Linked DNA regions of Mus musculus: region 1 is linked to region 2. Evidence: chromatin contacts called from public promoter capture Hi-C data. All regions are on one chromosome and are shown on one strand. The core of a region is the stretch at or near the end of the contact, and the rest is flanking DNA. Distances in the headings are between cores, read along the strand shown.

Region 1 (2,876 bases), core at 145-2,644, 1.2 Mb before region 2:
CCTTTACCATTGTTTGGAAATACCCATCAGCATAACATGCCAGAACTCTGTCAGTGCCAGCCAAAGGGTTTGAAGTCTGGTAGAGTGGGCTTAACATTTCCATGACTTGGCAACTGTTATTCATCAGGAGCCTGAGTTCATTCATCTAGGACTTGAAAGACAAGAAAAGGAGGGTTAAAACAACAACAACAACTTTATTCTTCCAAACGCAGCTCTAAACAGTTCTCAAGTTTGGTTTTATGATCTTTAAAAAAATGTAGGTAAAAAGCAAATTTAAACTTACAAAGGAAAAGTCAGGAGAATAGAGGCTGAATAAAGGTGTACATCGATAGGGTGGAGTTCCAAAGTGTCTGCAAGCCGCGGTCGCCTTGCACAGAGCTCCAGAAAAAGCTCACCTGCAAATCTCAGGGCCAGCTAAGGGTGGCAATATTCCTAAAGAGGCCAACAGAGTCTGCTCTCACCAGCCCGAGGCCAGGCTTTGCCACCTGTTTGCGTCCACCCCCTAGGGGTCGTTCCCGCTGTCTGGCACCTATTTTTCCAGGAAAGTCCACCGACGCTCAAGGCTCCAATCGTGTTAGCCTGCACGGTCCCGGTGGCGGCGTGGGATCCGCGGGGACCTCCGGCTCCCGGCCGCTCGCCTGTGGGCATCCCCCCGCGTCCGCGCCGGTGCCCTCTGTCGCTCGCCGCCACCGGAGCTCCCTTTGCCGGTGCGCCTGCTGCCCCGCAGCTCCCCGGATCGGAGTTTGAAGATTCCCGCTTCGCACGCTCACGCCATCCTCCCCCACTTAAAAAAATTTTTTTTTTCTCTCTTTTAACTTTCTCCCCAGCCACGCTCCCTCGGTGCTAAGCGTTCGCCTCGACCGTCTCCGCCATCTCTCCAGGTTGCATCTGGCGAGGATTCCGAGAGCAGCTCGCGGCGGCCCGGGTGCTCGCCCACGGGAGCTGCGGGGCGCGGCGCGGGGCGGGGCGGGGCGGCGGCGCCCAGGGCGGGGAGGAGCAGCCTCGCTCAACGCGGAGCCAGGGCTCAGCAGCCCAGTCGCTCCCAGCGTCGGGGCGCCGGGCGCTCGGCCGCGGCGATGGCAGGCGGGCGGCGCGCGCGGGGAGGCGGGCGCGGGGCGCGGAGCGCGCGGGGGCGGGGGCGGGCTCGGGGAGCCCCGGGGTGCCGGACGCTGTGAGGCGGCGGTGGCACCCGGGAGCCCGGCCTCGGGCAGCGCCGTCGCCGCCGCCGGGGGCGTCGCCGGCCTCGGCCCCTTTGTTCTCGCGCGCGCCCCCTCGCCGCCCACTCCCCTGCTGTCGCGCGGCGGCGGCGGCGGCTCCTCCCGCCCGAGGCGGTTGAGCTCGGCGCCGGGGGCGGGAGGGGGCGGGGAGCGCGCCAGCCGTGGAGAGTGGGGGGCGATGGCGAAGCTCAGGGTGTCTTACGAGTACACGGAAGCCGAAGACAAGAGCATCCGGCTCGGCTTGTTCCTCATCGTCTCCGGCATCCTGTCGCTCTTCATCTTCGGCTTCTGCTGGCTCAGTCCCGCCTTGCAGGATCTGCAAGCCACGGCGGCCAACTGCACCGTGCTGTCGGTGCAGCAGATCGGCGAGGTGTTCGAGTGCACCTTCACCTGTGGCACCGACTGCAGGGGCACCTCGCAGTATCCCTGCGTCCAGGTGTACGTGAACAACTCCGAGTCCAACTCCAGGGCGCTGCTACACAGCGACCAGCACCAGCTCCTGACCAACCCCAAGGTAAGCGCGCGGGAGCTCCCGCCTAACAGTGCAGGTTCGGGGCCAACGTCCCGGTTAGACCCCAGGGGAAGAATCGAGTGCACTGTCCTCGCTCGGAGTTGATGCGAGGGAGGCATGAGGTGCATGCACGCATCCCTGGAGCCCAGGGCTCCAGACCTCGGGGTGTGTTTGCCTACTGGGCGGTGGTACGCGAGCCTCTCTGCAAACAGATCTTTTCTGTTCTTAGATTTTTTTGAGCTCCGGACCACCCCAGGTCCAGCGCCTGCGGGAAGGGGTTGCCTAAACTCAAGGAGCAAAGAAAGTTAACTTTTCCTTCCAATGTAGCCATGGGATAGCCCAGGACCCAGGTACTCCAGTATATGGCCTGAGCTTCTATGGGGCTCAAGAACTCCCTTCTTTGAGAGGTTAAAGGGGTCTCTTCGCTTCTGGAAAGTATCTTAAGTGACTTTTGAATTTTAGTTCTAAACTGAAGTTTTTAACTTGAGGTCTACAGATAGACTTGGGATGGTGAGGGTGGGGTCAACAGCCATCAGGAGGAATCCAAGAAGAGATTCTGATGAGGTCGGGTTGGTTTGCTTGGTGCTGGTGGTGGAGGCTGAAGGGTCCTAACCACTCTGAGTGTTTGGGCACAATGAGAAGCTGTAACTAAGGAGTAAGTAGGAGAACAACTTACCGAAAATAGAAAGCCCTTGATGACATATACCAAGCAGCGGTTTCCTGACAACTTCTTTTGTTGTTACAGGGGAGGAAAAAAAAAAAAAAAGAGGGAAAAAAATAGATAAAACCTGGTTAGGACTTTCTAGCCTCTGGAGAGCAGAGAGGGAGACTCAGAAAACTTCCCCGGGGTAGGAAAGCACTTATAAAAAGCTGTGTCCCCAGTCCGTGAACTAATTGAGCCTTGCAGTGTGCCTGCTTCTGCAGGAGGGTTCTTTGATGCCTGTGTTCCTTTCTGCTGCCAGCTGAAGGTGTGTATATATATTCAAGTTACTGAGTCCTTGTACTTCCTGGGGGCTGTGCTGGAAGACAAGCAGAAATCATTCCAAAGAAAATGAGTCCTGTGCGTGCAGGAACATGTTCTCTTAAATGTGACCAGATAGATTAATCGGAATTCATTATTTTAAACAAGATCACTACCGCTGTGCAGA
Region 2 (3,189 bases), core at 160-2,659:
GCATGTTTGGCCCATGTTATATTATGTTAGATATTTAAGACATTAGTTCTTTAAAATTTACAAAAAGTTGTAGAGTAACTGCTATTACTTAGCATTATATTCTGACACTGCTAAGTTTTGACAATATAGTGAGGTTTCTCCTTTAACCACATTACTCCATCCTTCTGAGATAGCAGAAGAATCTAGTTTTGATTATTCAGACTCCGGTTACTACCCACAATCAGTTGGCTTGGGGAAGTCTGGTCTACTGATAAGCCCCTGTGCTCTCTCGCTGTCAACTCACTGCGCTCTTGCTTCCTTAATGGCTGGCAGATGCGTTGCTTTACCGAGCAGTGAGAACTTGGGCACTGGGATCTAGGGCTTGCTTGGAATCTCTGATATTTGGTGGTCAGAGTCCCTCCTGGGGCTAAGCATGCATTCTCCTGTAAGACTTAGGCACCTCCCTCCCCGATTAGATTCCTGATACTCACAGAACCTGCAGATCACGTTTTTCTGCTGTTACCTCAGGCAGCCTGAAAAGGCTCTAACTCAGCGGGCAGGCACGACTCTTGTGTGGGTGAAACGACACTTTTACAGGGGTCTCTTAAGGCTATAGGAAAATACAGATACTTTACGGTTCATAATAGCAGTAATGTTACAGTTATGAAGTAGTAACAAAAACAACTTTTTGGTTGGGGTGGGGTCCGCACCAAAACATGAGAAACTGTATTAAAGGGTCGCAGCATTAGGTAGGTGGAGAACTATTGCTAACTGCTCTAAGATGTCAATTTTATTGTGTACCGGAGCTAAGTCTCAGGGTGCTGCGCTGAGAAGGAATTAGATTTTGAACTTAATAGTTTACCGATCTGTTTCCAAACATGGGGGAGATCCGTATGGCCATACATGATCCTTTACATGCAGATGCTTGGGTGAATTTTAGGAATTGAAATCATAACCACTAAGCTGTGGAGGCACCCTGAACTCTGGAGCGATAAAGGGCCTTGTAGTAACTACAGTTCCTATAAAAATACCATGCTCAAGGTCATGCGTGAGTGACAGCAACAATACTCATGTTCAGAATCCTCTAATATCAAGGGGAAAAGTCTCTGCGTGTATTAGCTCCAGGGCTGATGTTCAAGGCGATTCCAATTTTACCGTGACTTATTTAAAGCAAGAAAGCTGTGGCATCGTGTTCTGGGTCTAAACAAGGTGCTCCTTCCATCACACCCAAGAGACTCGCCAGCCGTTCCCCAAGTTAAAAGTGCCACGCCCGAGCAAACTTCAAAAGCCGTAGACTTCTATTTAAAATGTGGGGGAAGCACGCGCACGCGCAGTACGGCACGACGGCTCCACCCTCTTAGCATCCTCACCACGCATGCGCCTAACTGCTGTTCCCGCTCCTCCCCGCCCCTTTCCCGCCCGGATGTTATTTTAGCCCGACCGGATGTTGTTGTGAGTCCGAGAGCCACGTGAGGTTGTGCTACGTCATCACCAGGCACGCGCGGGGGAACATGGCGGCGGCGGGTGTTGTGAGCGGGAAGGTGAGTAACGGCACCGGCTGGTGCGGGTGCTCCTGACCGGTGGCCTGCGGCTGGCGGGCGGGCGGGCGGCCGCCGAGGGGCAGGCGAGCCAGGTCGGCTTCAGAGGAGACCGGCGTGTGACAGCGAAGGGGCTCCGCGGGGTGCGAGCTGCCCCTCCGGGGTGCTGGCTGGGTGAGCGCGGGGTTAGACGGTTCCTGCTCCCAGGCGGTGCAGGCCTGGGCGTTTGTCCCCGGCTCTGCCCCGCAGCGCGGATCCTTTCGGGGACCCCTGAATCCGTTCCTTCCCCCTGTGACTCTGGTTCTTTACGTCTGCCCTTCCGACCGTAAAACCTTCTCTTGTAAAAAGCCTTTGGCCACCCTGGCTTGCTTGGCTCTCTGTCGTCTTTGGGGGAAGGCGTCGAGTCACCATGCAGAGGAGCTGACCAGGAGCTCTGCAACTCTGTCCTCAGAGCTTGGGGTCCTGTTCGAAAAATTACCCAGATGGTTAATGGTTGCGGGCGTTAGGTTGGGAACTGGCGATTGACACCGCGCTGGGCTCATCTAGAAAAGCCTTTATGAAAACGTTTGTTTCCTAGATGTCTTCGGGGGCGTTTCTGTGTGTGGGTGTCTGCCCTGCTGTTTTACAGGAGGCTCTGTCAGTGACACCCTCACAGTGGGCTAGGAACCACCATTAGGTACGGAGATTAGATTAGATTAGCAGTTTATATGCAGAGAGACAGCTTGTGCGAATATAGGGTTATCTGCTTCATGCGATGCACCTGACTGCGTTTCCCAGTGGCGAGTTATTTCGCAAACGTCAGTGACCGGCTGGTAATGACTCAGAGCACTAAGACCTGTTTACTTGTTGCAGATAGCTTCCGCTGTTCCTTCAGTTCCACGTAGTATGTTTCGCTGCTTTTCTCCTCGTTTTGAACTTGACAGCGTTTGTGCAGATTTAGATTGTGGAATAACAAATACCGGCCTTATCTTCGGTGCAGATCTGAATTGTGACCTTGGGAAATTGGATAATTGAGGCTTCTCTGTTCTTCGTCTTTATCTGCAGAACGGAAGGGATGCCGGGCATCCTGTATTGGAGTGCTTAGGGGTAGACGCAACAGAAGCGCTTATACGTTACGTAGTCTTGCTCTTTCGAAAAATTGGTTGGGCATCCTTTTAGGGTATACTTATATCCTTGCCCTTTTAAAATATTTTTGGTCTTTTTTATTTGAGATGAGTGCTAGTCATCTCTTGATTCATTACAAATTAGAAAGTTTATCTTGGTGTTTTGGGCTGGGCCAATCTGGTACTTTCCAAGATGAGATCTTCACAACTTAAACTACACTTCTCTTTTCCAGTTTGCATGGATTCTGAAAAGAACCCTCGATAAAGCAGTTCTGAGACCTAAGGGGCTGCCCACCTTCTACAGTCATTAGTACCGTTCACAGACTGACTGCCCAAGCTTAACTTGTCTTTTGTGACTTTGCTTCATCACCTTATTTGACTGAGGTGACTGTCACTAGGAGCTCTGCAGCTGTGTCCTCAGAGCTTGGGGTCCTGTTCGAAAAATTACCCAGATGGTTAATGGTTGCGGGCGTTAGGTTGGGAACTGGCGATTGACACCGCGCTGGGCTCATCTAGAAAAGCCTTTATGAAAACGTTTGTTTCCTAGATGTCTTCGGGGGCGTTTCTGT

What was found. Promoter capture Hi-C pulls out the DNA fragments that hold promoters and counts their contacts.
Region 1: a promoter capture Hi-C map of pre-B cells shows a contact between it and region 2, with 4 times the contacts expected there. The contact joins the promoter of Kcnmb4 here to the promoter of Tbc1d15 in region 2. A contact is called at or near these places in 2 of 39 promoter capture datasets (liver and pre-B cells) and 1 of 115 datasets of contacts at active chromatin or transcription factors (astrocytes).

Annotation. Positions count from the first base shown.
Region 1 is chr10:116,472,041-116,474,916 of GRCm38.p6, reverse strand. Kcnmb4 (potassium large conductance calcium-activated channel, subfamily M, beta member 4) reads left to right here and starts at 1,394. Exons shown (of 3, transcript NM_021452.1): 1 at 1,394-1,731. The coding sequence starts at 1,396. Kcnmb4os2 (potassium large conductance calcium-activated channel, subfamily M, beta member 4, opposite strand 2) reads right to left here and starts at 1,754. Exons shown (of 3, transcript NR_130644.1): 1 at 530-1,754; 2 at 284-432; 3 at 1-151.
Region 2 is chr10:115,249,713-115,252,901 of GRCm38.p6, reverse strand. Tbc1d15 (TBC1 domain family, member 15) reads left to right here and starts at 1,409. Exons shown (of 17, transcript NM_025706.3): 1 at 1,409-1,520. The coding sequence starts at 1,491.